Linked DNA regions of Anser cygnoides: region 1 is linked to region 2. The links are chromatin contacts, called in public Hi-C maps. All regions are on one chromosome and are shown on one strand. The core of a region is the stretch at or near the end of the contact, and the rest is flanking DNA. Distances in the headings are between cores, read along the strand shown. Region 1 has its middle 49 kb from the start of WDR11. Region 2 has its middle 48 kb from the start of FGFR2.

The links. Hi-C and Micro-C count contacts between places; a contact is called where the count stands out from the background.
Region 1: a contact with region 2 is called in a Hi-C map of liver, with 5 times the contacts expected there. The contact joins two enhancer-like sites. A contact is called at or near these places in 3 of 7 Hi-C or Micro-C datasets (granulosa cells and liver).

What each region holds. Positions count from the first base shown.
Region 1 is chr7:5,615,641-5,621,876 of Taihu_goose_T2T_genome, forward strand. No RefSeq gene overlaps it. Among named protein-coding and RNA genes, the nearest start is that of WDR11, 49 kb to the right of the region's middle. Within about 2 kb of position 3,386, at least 2 of the 3 cell types and tissues checked have open chromatin away from gene starts, as enhancers often do. A contact at or near this core is called in liver, where this site is marked.
Region 2 is chr7:5,258,274-5,264,744 of Taihu_goose_T2T_genome, forward strand. No RefSeq gene overlaps it. Among named protein-coding and RNA genes, the nearest start is that of FGFR2, 48 kb to the right of the region's middle. Within about 2 kb of position 2,163, at least 1 of the 3 cell types and tissues checked has open chromatin away from gene starts, as enhancers often do. A contact at or near this core is called in liver, where this site is marked.

The DNA of each region.
Region 1 (6,236 bases), core at 2,136-4,635, 360 kb after region 2:
GCAGTGCTCAGGTGTCCACGCATTAAACATCAGATACGGCATTCAAGCTTGGTTTAATTAGTTTTGTGGACATCTCAGTAATGCGGTTTTTAATTAGCCTTGCCTTCATGAACTATCAGACCGTCCCAGCAGCTGATGGTGAATTGTGAGATTTGGCCTTAGCTGTGAGTAAACCCGCTGAAAGGCCTCTCTGGATGTTCTCACCTACAGAGCAAGGAGTAGCCAGAAATACACGTTTTAAAAAGAAAATGAAATGGACTCTTTCAGAGCAGATATTCCCGATTCACAGAAAGGTGAATGACAAAACCCCCAAAATATGCAGGCCCATAAGCACAAATCAGGGGAGCTGACGTAGCCCAGCCCTGTGCCCCAGCATGGCTGCTGGGATCACAGCTAAGGCTAGGAGAAGGAAAGTCATTTCTTAGCCCTTGTAAGAGGAGAGCTAAGAAAAGACTGTATCAGGGAACCCAGGAGATTTTTTGGGCTGGAGCTCTCCTGACATCACCCGTGTTTACATCATCTTTATTTGTACAAGCAATTTATTCTTCTGCTGGGGTGCAACTGCCACCAGTCTGAGCTGGCTTCAGACAAGAATCAGCACCGCTTACTGCCCAGAGCATCTCGTGCCTCTTCAAAGTTGTGGGCAAACAAGTGAAAAATGAGCACTGCTGCAAAGAGCTGAGGCAAAACAGCCTTCCAAGCCGAGGGGCAAGGGGGTACCTCTCCTCTCCTCTCCTCTCCCCTCTCCCCTCTCCTCTCCTCTCCACACCACACAAAGCTCCAGCAATAGAAGCGGAGGGCAGCTGTCGCCCAAGTGATGCTCTCGCACACTGCCATCCTGTGGTCCTCAGGCAGACACCAAGCAGGATCCCAGGGTGAATTAATTGTTGGGATGGGGCCAATACAATAAGGACCATGGGCTGCTTTTATTTAATTGTTTCTTCAATCCCTGAATTCAGGGTGTGAGCATTAGCAGCTCTGTGCCTTAAAGCAGAATTGCTTCAATAAGATAAATCATCTGTATTCAAAGAAAGCATTAGCTAATACTTATCTTCATGTTTTTCACAAACCCTTCTTGTGTAAAGACATTCCACAGAGTGTTTCTTCTGTTTTTTCCTCTGGTGAGTTATGCTTTTTTCTGACAAGCTGTGTGAGCGACATGCAAGGTACAAACTCATGATCCTGCAATGTGAAAAGGACAAGGAAATGAAAGATCGCTGAAGCTGGAGGATGACCCAAGCTCCTTGGAGATGCTGGCAAGGTAAAGGCAAGAGTACTCTCAACATCAGGCTCCTCACTGCCCTGGCTTTCCCATCACTTTTTTCTATGTTAGCTGAAGAATTAGCAAATGAGATGCTTTGCATTAAGAACAAGCCTCCCCATAAAAACCATCCACTGAAAGCTCCGTTGGGACTTCTTTGCAAAGAAAACCGTGTCTTTTGTTGAGCTGGGTCTGACGAGTCAGAACCACTACGGCCTCTCATCACTAGCAATAAACATTAGGTGCTTCTACCAAAAGAAGCAATCTGTATGTGTTAACTCGCCAGCTGACAATTCAGGGATGGTTTCCTACTGAATTAAAACTGCTCTTGTTGAGGTATATAAATTTTAAAACTGTCAGAGAGAACTTTTCCTGTTGTAAATTTTCTATGCTCTTTTCTTCTTCTTCCTACACACATAAAATAAGCTACTGTGATCTGAGCTGCCTCGCAGGAGCGCTGCCAACAATTTACCGTGGGTTACTGGCATAAGCATCCTCTGATCCTCCAGATAAATGCAAAAAGAGATTACTTTCATCACCTGAGCACTGGATACACTTGCTGTAATTTGTGTGCATCAGATCTGCTCTCGGTATTTTCTAGAAAGCAAAATCTCCCCTTTATTGTAAATAATGAATAATTAAGAGACAGTCCTTTGACACAGAAATAGACTGAACTAGACTTGACTACGACAACAAATTTTAAAACAAGCCCTACCCCGTCTGCATTAGATGCAAGGTAATGTTTAAAATCGTACTTGTAATGCATTTTCAAGCATTTCTTACACATCAGACCAAAGCCAATTTCAAGGGAGGGGTGGCCTCATGCTTAGAAACAAGTCCAGCTCTCACACCTTGGTGCCTTATAACAAAACTGGACACCCTCGATATTCTTCCCTGTCCAAGCAGCCGGTTATACATTGCACCAAAACCTGATTGCTCCTGCTCGGCTATTTCCTTGGAGCTGCCCCGCTTAAGGACTGAACGCTTGTGAATGCTTCCTAGTGGGAAGGTACAAAACAACCCTTGGGTCACCATCATTTCACCGGGCAGGTGACTGTCCCCACCCCAGCTGCTCCATTCCCTGAGCTCTGCTGCCCTCTCCTGCATGAGCTGGAAACTGGGAGGATTTTGGAAACTCTCCTGGGAGGATTTTAATGAAATACCACGTTTTGTGGCTTTCAGTGGTGACTTGCTTATGGCCCGAGGGCTGGGGAGGAGTATGAGGATTAGGGAAAACAAGGTGAAAGGAGAAAGGGATCCTATCAAGGGATCCTATCCAGATACCAACCTATATTGGAAGGGTCTGCGATGAGACGTCCAGCAAGACAATATAAAACTTAAAAGTGCATAAATGTATCTATTTTGTCTATTCACACTGCCTCCTGGGTTTGAAAGCTGAAGACACGCAAGAGTTTATCACAAAGCACTGGGACTTCAGAGAAATACAAACATTTTTAAAAGTTCATAAAAAAAATGATAATGTGGTGGAGTGGGAAAGAGAAGAATACATTTGCAAGTCATTTTGTGGTGGGGAATTTGCCTGCAAAGCAGTCAGAAAGGATAAACAAATTATTTCAGTTGGGTTCAAAGAATGTGTCTTGGCTTTTTGATGAGATGGTTGTGGCGTAAAATAATAATACAAAACCTATATATTAGCCTAGTCCTACTGGGAGAAAAGGCTGCTACCAGAAAACACCACATCCAGGACTGGACGATCACTGACAAATTACCTTCCTGGTCTCTTTTGATATTAGCAAGGCTGCTTTTTCTTGCAATGCATTAATCTGACTTTCAGCTTGTTTTTAATCAAAAACAGGCATAACTTTGGAGAGTGGAAAAAGAAAGCAGATGCTGAGGTAAACCACAGAATAGAGCTGGAAGAAACAGTCATAAAGAAAAGTCTCTCTGGCTTGATAAGTATTTAAGAAATATTTTTTCTGAAGGGAAGGGAGAAATAAAATACTCCATTTTGTTCCAGTTTGTAAAAAATGTTATGTCTGCTTTCTCTTACCAAACATAGGACAAATGAGCTGTTTTGTAGAGTATTTTGATGCAGCTCCTATTCTGTTGTGTAACGTGGGAAAACAACAACAACAAAAATATAAAACAAGGCTGGTATTTTGCAAAACAGTCCCTAGAGACTGTGGAACAAAAACTTCACTTTTGGAGTGTCAGGAATAAAAAAAAATAAAAGAACTCAGAATGAAATTAATCCTGTGTGCAATAGGGATTAACATTGTGCAAGCAATTGGAAGTCCAGATACAATACTTCAGTTACTGTAGATACCAGTTAAAATTGCAGATGCAAGAAATTACTGAAATAAGAATGCAGTAAGGCAAAAAAGACTCAGATGCTTTCAACTTCTTACCTTCTACTGATTTCTAACTACTGATGGGACACATCCTGACCATCTGATGTATGTACCTGCAATGGAAAGGATTTTGTTGGTGTCTCCAAATACAGATGTTCTAAGTCAAATTTTGTAATTCAAAATAAAAAATAAACCCTTCATGTATTTTTCTCTCCCCAGAGCTTTCAATTTCAATGCAACCCAAAGCCAGGCTACCCTAACTCCAAACCCTCAGGTCTGTATTGCCATCTCTGTGCCTTGGCCCCTTGTAAGTGAATGGTTAACCAGATCAGGGGACTGACACGGCAAAACATTACTTTAAAAGCCAAACAAAACAGAAAACACTTTGAGCAAACAAACGAACAGAAAACATTGTTATCCAGCCAGCTCAGCTTCTCTCATGACACAAGCAGCAGCACAAAGCAAGCAGGAGGATGCAGAGAGGAGCACACATGCAAGAGAGCACCCAAAAACTCATCCAGGTCACCAGGGTCTCGCTTAGCCCTGTGCTCACAGCTCCTAGCTGAGAGGATGGGCACCACAAATTCCTTTATTAAAGCAGGACATTAGATATAGACAAAGTCATCCAAGATATGTCAGGTTATTTGTAGAATTAAGAGCAGAATGGAAAAGGCAATAGTTTGGGGCAATTCTCCCATCAGTCAAGGGAAAAGACTAGTTTATGCTATCTACATTCAAGAGACCTGACTTATCTCAGCCAGTTCAGTGGAAACTGCAGAGTAATGGCAGGGTGTTCCTGGCTCGGTGTAGGTGTGGATACACAGAGAAACCATTCCTCAGCACGTGGTTCTGGCTTTGGGTTGAAACCTTTCCAACCAGGCTGTGCCGAGCCACACAGGCCAGCCCCCGCCGGACAAAAGCTGCGTGCTGGCAGCACAGCCTGTGGCTCAGCACCATCTGCCTTCGGCCCCAAACCAGAGAGCAGAGTGACAGACAGGCAGCAAGAGAAGTGTCACTGACCTCGTTAATTAGAAAAACCCCGTCTCTCTGGAGAGGGAAAAAAAAAAAAAAAAAAAATCAGAAAACACCAAAATCAAATCAAATGAGTTGATGAGTTGGAGCTCTGTTGAGAACTGAAACTAGACCATAAGACCAACTTTTTGACAGGTGACTAAGGACTATCTGAGCACAGTGAGGGGATTGAAGCCGTGGTCTTAGAGGATGATACCTATATTAGCAATCCAGCTAGTTTTCCATAAAGCAAGGCAATGCTGATGACACAGAAAGGAATTACACGGAAAATCCAGACAAGGGATATAAAGCCTGCAGAAAATACACTGTATGGAAATCCTTAACAAAACTTTCTGGCTTAGCTTGGATGTAAAGAGTAGATACTAGTCCTGCAAGTAGTTTAACATAAAACATCAGATTAATTTCTTAATTATTAGAGACATAAACCAAAAACAATAAAATGTGTCTAAAAAGTGGAAGATGTAGAAACTTAGAGAAGGTAAAAACACAGGTACTTGACAGCAATTATTACCTATGATAATAATATAAACCTGTTTTATAATATCAAGTAAGCATAAAGACAGACATCCTGCACATTTTTTGGGTAAAGACCTGTGACTGCTTATTACAGCCTACTGTAAAATTTGATTAAGAAACAATGCTGGAAAACATTTTCAAAGGATCAACGAAATACACCATTAAACATGTGTCTACGATCGGATTCAAAAAGCAGGCCTCACAGCAACGAGAGATTGACTCAGCAGGGCCATAACTATGAGATAACTTTTTTTTTTTTTTTTTCAATTGAACCGAGCTGCCTGCAGCTTTTTATAAGTTACAGCAAGTGACACAGGAATCAGACTAGTCTAATGTAACTCCATTAGATCCTGCTACTGTAGGGTGGAAAGCAATGACCAAACATTGCCTTTTTAAAGCACTTGCCGGCATCTCGTTTGAACAATATGTACTACTATCACACTGAATAACCCTCTGGAAAGCTGTCACTGAGATGGAGTTTGTCAGTGGGAACTGCAGCAAGTCATTATTTGCCAAATACAGCAGTGGTAACAATGAAATGGAAAAAAAAGCATTTTCAACCTATGGATTCAAACCTCGGAATGAAAAATCATTAAATATGGCCCATGAAGTCACTCTGAAGCATGTTTTTGCCTTGACCACCTTCTAAGTTTGGAACATCTAACAGACAACACTGGTGTCAACCATAGCATCTGCTGCTCTGCAATCAAACTTCAATTTCCCTTCCTCTGGTAGGCAAAGGGGGGCACCACTTACCTTCTATAATGGCATTTTAAATATGTTAGTTGAATATGTTGAGTCTCTTCTCTGAATAAACATACTTTTCCTGTTCTTCCACCACTGTTTCTTTTGGGGAAATGAACACATGCTGACTGGCTATTTAAGTCGATTTTTTAGTACTACAACCCTGGAGAGGCAAGAACACAGTTCCACTGAATCTCCTTATGATTAATCCTGTATTAAACCTCTGACTTTAAAGCAGTTTTATACCTTGAGCATATGCATGAGCAGGGTCTATTCACTGATTTTATTTTGCTATTCTCCCATTTCTTCATTTTTGCTGGAGCCTTTTAAAGCATTCTTTTCCCCAGACACTAAGAAAAAGGACTTTCAAA
Region 2 (6,471 bases), core at 913-3,412:
TAGAACTACTTATTTTGATTAGGCTGTACCATTTCCAGTGGGCTGAAAAAAACAAAACAAAACAAAAACTTCCCCTGAACTATGCAGCCAAACAAGCAACACAGAAGTCTGGATTACATGCTGCTCTCCCCAGAGGTAACCAAATGCTGATTTGTTTTCCTTCTGGCTGAGGAGGAATTCCAGCTAATTCTGGATTCCCGAATTAGACTTTCATCAAAGCTCAGTGCCACCATGGCTTAAATTTTGGTCAAGCCATGCGGTGATGCAGTGCGTGATGTGCTACAAGGGCCTGCCCCTCAAATTATATTCCTGGGAACGATTACTTTTCATTGTTCGTTCAGGGTGCCTACACCCACGACTCTTTTTGAAGCTGTGTCAATGCGTTTGCCAGTTCTGAAGCTGCAGCCTGATGACGCACTGCTCTGGCTGTGTATTTCTGAATTTCTCCTCGTTCTGCCCATCCCAAATAATCCTTCAGACACGTATTATGGGCTCTCCCCATCGGTCTTTCCCTCTCCACTCCCTCCTAAGCCTTCCCAAGCTTTAATGTTTCTTCTAACTCATTCGGTCCCAGTCCCGTTGCAGGAAGAGAAAAGTCTGCAGGCAGGACTTAGAACAGAAATCTTCACCACATTTCAGGGAAATCATCGGTTTCCAGAAGCGTCACAGCCACATGTCTTACCCACTGTCTTTATAAAGCCGGACCTTCAGAGCCTCTTGCTTATGATGTCACTTACCGAGCATACAAAAAGGCCAGATTACATTTCCACTTGCCAAATAATTTGTTTTCTTAAGTGAGTTGAAGCAGTGGAGGCTTTCCAAGCCCTGACTGGCTGTCCTCAGGAGGCCGGGGCGGTCAGCCCTGCTCCTCCGCCAGGCTGGGGACTCGGCTGAGGAAGGTGCTGCAGAGAAGGCCCCGAGGAGCGGCCGGTGCTGAGCCCCAGTGGCACAGAAAAGGTGGCTGCTGGTCAGAGGAGAGCTAGCAGGTAAATAGCCGTGTGATTGGCCTTTAGGCACGAGACAGATTTTAGTCTCACTGGAGAAATGAAATGCACTGCAGGAAACAAATGGTATAAATAACCCCACGTCGTTTCTGCAGTAGCTGCTAACCAAAGGAGGATACCAGCCAGGATGATTGCAAGAAATTCCCCCTTCTATAGGGGCTGCTGAGAACCACGGTGACTCAGTGCCCGAGTATACACACGCTTATTAAACACAAGATTTAATGAACACAACTGCTGAAGTATGAATGAAATGTGAACTATGTTGTGTATGCCAAAATACATTGTTTACAGGACACAGATGTGCAGCGGTAACGCTCGCTGTTACTAAGCTAAACCAGGTGGTAGCTGTGGTCAGCAGATTGCTGAATAAAAAAAACTCGGAATTAATTTGTTACATGCATTTTATAGCACGCTTTTAAAGCTCATCTTGTTAGAGATTTGTTTGCTAACAGTATTAAAATACAGGAAGGTAAATATAAGAAATTAACATATAAAGCTAAGTATAGCGTATGTTAATTCTATCAGTATTAATAGGAAACAATCAACTCTGAAAACTAGCAGTTAGTGACCTTCCTAGATAAATAAGTAGCATTGAGCTAATAGCTCAAAAGCTTGCTGGCTGTATTTGTTCGTGGTTATGTTACACTGTTTTGATGTTTATGCATTTACTTAAAATAACTATTCCCATCAGATTTTTGTGCTTCTCATCACTTATTTCCTCTTTGTTTCTGACACGTAATACGCGTGTCTGCCAGCAGTCCTGCTGAGAGGTGGCTCTCAGGACAAAGGCTGGCGTTAGAAAGTCCATTAGGTAGTGAGAAGAGAGCAGAGTCCACAGGGACAGTCAGTTTGCAACCTTTGTGCTGCAAAAAAAGCAGGATTTATTTATTATTTAGTCTGTTGCAGACTTTAAAATAAGTGTGTCATGTTTCTTTCATTTCCCTTTCTCTGTGACATTTGCCTGTCATTGTCCAGGGAGAATCAATAGAGCATTGTAGAATAGTAAGATAAAACATACTAAGGTCAGTGTACTGCATTTAAAGCAGAAGAGCTCTAGTTAAGGACTGAAATTGCACAAATTCTGTTGAAATTCTCCCTCTATGTTTACGTAGGAGCAGAAAAGTGGATGTTTAAAAATTCTGTTGCTCTTCCCTTCTGCTTTGCTCCAGGCTGGGACAGGGGAGGAGGACGTGCTGTGTCCCCACCGAGGGCAATTGAACGGTTTGCAGTTCCCTAGGTTCCTTGGGGGGACTTCTTGCTGGGACTAGTAGCCTCGTCACTGAAAGCTTTTAATGCCTGGTGTTAACGCCTGCTCTGTAATTTTCATACTTCTGGTTGCACGTAAACTTGTTCATTTTGTCTTACTGACTGCGAAGAAAATCACTTCAGTTCCCCTGCAGCAGCTCTAGACATTTTAGAAGACTGTCACAAAGTCAACCTTTGCTTTTTCTGAACTGGCCGCTGCCAGTTCCCTCCGCCTGTCCAACAGGCATGCTTTCTAGATGCTGTATGGAGCTGTCTTAAGTATCGCCACTGCTAGCTCCTCCAGTAATCGGTGAGTAACTACTCCAGTGTTTTACACAAGCAAGTAAGTGTTGCTTTTTCGAAATAACAGTAGTCACTATGCTGATTTTTCTGTTCAGCACAAATCCATATTTCCTGTTAATCTACCACACTTCACTTAAATATGGTAAAGAACCCAACCGAACAGTAGCAGCAAACATCATTTTTCTCTCCTTAAAGGATCTCAGTGTGCAGCCACCAGGGGGCACGTTCCAGCTTGCGAAGTTCATCACGCACTGATGGTATTTGTTGTCTGAGTGTCTGAATTTTCCATGTCTCTTATTATTAACATCTCATTCTGAGCTTAATTTTCTACTCTGCTCTAATTGTGGCACATTGGAGAAATAGATTCAGGTGGGGCTGAGAAATTTGAATGAAGTACAGACTTCGTGAAATAGCTTTTAATCATTATTTTAAAACCAAATATTCTAGATTTTGTGACATAGGGTTTATCAGATGAGCTGTACTGTGAATATATTGCTGAAACTAAGATCCGTGGAACATGTAAGGCAGGCCCAGCTGGCAGTTACATCTCTTGAAATGTTTTCAGATACTATTCTAGACCAAATACCTTGCTATTCCTTTCCATGTTGGAGTTTCATTGATTAACCTCTATCAAGCTGTGTGCAGTAAGAGCATTAATAACGTCTCATATACTGTTTGTTGCATGCATTTTGACAGCAGCTCTGTTTCTCAGTGGGATTGCATCAACTAAGTCAGTGCCTCTCAGGAAAAAAGTGCTATCCCCAAAAATGAACAGTGTGCTCACATTTTCTGGTGCAAGACAGACGGGTATTGCACTCATCCACAATTTGCTTAGCAGTTGCATTTTCAGTTATTAGTATCAGTGTTTTTTCTTCAGTTATTAACAGTGTCCTTGCTAATGCCCTCTTTTCAAAAGCCAACTGATTTTTTGAGTCAAACATAGTTTTATTTAAAGGAAAAAAAAAAAAAGGATTACTGCTTAGTTCACACCTACTTCAAAATCCACAGACTCAAAAATCTCTTCATTGTCAGTAGAGGTTTTGGCAAGTTTTCTGAGGCATTGATTGTGAAAGCAAGAACAAATTTTCATTATTTTTCGTCCTTCTGCTTATGCCTCTTTTGTTTTTAACCTAAGTTGCTTTCATGTCAGAATTTCTTTCTCACCTATACAGGGAATAAAATCTTGTCAAAATAAGGTTTCTATTAACACAGCGAACTCAGAGGTCAAGAGACTGCAATGCTTTTCTTTATTGCCAAGGGCATTGTAACCCATTTGTTTTGTGAATATGATACTAGTCTCTATTGCTCAAGTTTAAAGCAAAGACACATCAGTTGAAAAAACAGAGTTCCAAATTTTAAATTATTTATTATTCTTCATACAAATAAATTATTCTGGTGCCCAGAAACTTGGAGGACTGAGCTGTGACAGCTGCTTGCGTGTGTCCCAAGTTGTGATTATCCTCATCCCTGAGATTTCTGAAGTGCACAAAATCCCAGATGCAAATACTCCTTCCTCAGCTGCCTTTGGTGCAGTCACACGGACAACGAAGGGTAGAGTTAGAACTGAGGACTGCGTTTATAAAATTTTCTAAGTTTTAGAAACCAGAGCTGGTTATTTACTCTCTCGCAGTGTTTGGCAGCCTATATGAAACAGAAAATAGCTGAAGCTCAGGCACCTCAGCAAAATTAGCAGTGCCAACTCACTGGCCACCCCACCAATGAGCTCACTGAGATCCAAAACTGGGCAGCCTTCTGCAAATTCAGGAGTTGAGCTGTTGCTGACCAAGCTGAAACCCACTGACGTTCATAACCCACAAGTGTGGTTTCTGTTGAGGTGCTTTCCTCCATCGATGTGTTGTAAGTTGAAGGAGGACCTGGGGTTCTGGGAAATGTTGTGCCCCACTCACTGTGCCTCTTCCCAGGGGACCGTAAGGCATGCCACAGCCTGTGGGAGGTAAAGGACTTCTCCCTTGCTGGCCTTTCCAATCAGCACCTTTGGTTACTGTATAGTTTTATACTTTCCTTGTTTGTTTTTAGCATCCTGGGGAGCTTGTATACTTTCTGGTAACTTCTATAGCCTGTTCCCTTTGTCTCCTAGAAATGCTTTTACGGAGAGGCATTATTATTCTCATGGGAAATGGGGACGGTCCGTGGCACTGTGCGACAGCAGTGTTGCTGTCGCTTCTGGTTTTTCATTTGGAGGCTGTCAGAACATTTCAACCAGGAGTAAATTAGCACAGTCTTACCGAGTTGTAATTAGGGGATATGTCAGACAATGCCTGCGCAGCTAAAATAAGCGTGGCGGCAGTCTGACAAAACTGTGCAACAGTTTAAGGCTGGAGGTGAGAAATGCACCTGTGTTCAGCTGGGCATTTGCATGGATAAAAGGTAGCTCCCCCAGGAAACGGGCAGCAAAGCCTCTGCAATAAGGCCGTGCCTTTGCTAAGGTGCTGTGTAGTCTTCAGCTCCTGCAGTTTAACACCAACAACTCCAGTTTAAGACATCGTGAACCACCCCGGTCTCATCACTGACACTTTTCACCCCAAATCAGTATCTTCTTCAGGTGGTGACCATTTAAATCCTCCCGTGTCCGTGGGCCTGTTTAACCGAAGGGCTGTTCTAGGAACTCCAGTGCAGCGCGATGAAGCTGGAGGCTGTGCATCTTCTGTTGCACTGTTTTAAATAGATTAAATCCATACTTTTTATTTACTGCCTTGTATTGTAAAAATATTTCCGTAATGGGAAAAGGGGGAACACTGCAGTAGAAAAACGACTCTTTAAAAAGTGGATGTTCCTCACAAGGCTCAGCTCTCCTAGCAGAAACCCATCCTACCAAAAGGAGCGCAGTTGTCAGAACATACTTCCCGTGTACAAATAAGAATACAATTGCTGTGCTTGCAGATTTTTCTCAGTTTTAACAGGTGATCTTCCATTCACTTCCCTCTTGTTGTGTTTTGATGTTGTTTTCCCAGTGCCCCCAGTTTTTCTTCTGCACATCTGAGCTTCTTTTATTTCCATAGACTCTTTAGAAATTGATACATCCATCCGTAGCTAGTTATTCAAAAGCTTGTTTAGTCAAGCAGTGTGTTCTTCATTACTACCTTGAAAAGTGACCTCTTAGGAAACAAAGACCGCGTTGACATTTACAGTTAATAATCTATTGATTTATGGTAGAAAACAAAAGCAATCAACGGGAGAGCTGTAATTGTTTCATTAAGTCCTATGAGCAGCACATTGTACATTGATCCAAAACGTCTCGGAGCTACAGCTTTACAATGTCATGACTCTCCCCGTGGGCACCTTATTTTTCAATTTGCTGGCACTTCAAAGTGCTTCGGCAGTCTCACAATATCCCATCAGTTTGAATCGTGACCGTGGGGCAGGTAGGCTACTGTAAAACCCGGACAACTGAGTACGGAAGGGTTTTGTACCCTCGTGTGGTTGTTGAGACCTGTAGTTGTGGTTGTTGAGATCTTGTGTGGTTGTTGACTCCACTTACAAAAGTAAGGTCAGGAAATGCAAATGTGTAAAATATCTTGCGCTGTGTCCACGCTCTGGTTAAATTATATCCCCAATTTATGATTCAGAAATAGGGAAGAAAGCATTGTGGCTAGCTTTGCTGGATTTAAGAGATGCTCTCTTGGCTGCTAAAAGGGCAGAGGACCATTCTCATCTCTCACACCTTTAGTGGGGGAAACTGCCTCGATGCATTACAACTCAAGTCTTTTCACTTTGGAAATTGCCCCAGCTGTTAAGCATTGAGACAAGAATATGTCTGCTGAGGACTTTAGGACTCAGGTCTCCTTTTGCTCTGTTAATTTTCTGTCCAGAGTTGACATTGCAGAAGTAGACAGGCATCTCTCGCGGATGCTGTAGCACTTATCTGCCCTTCAGCAGGGCTGCGGTCTCTTCTGAACAG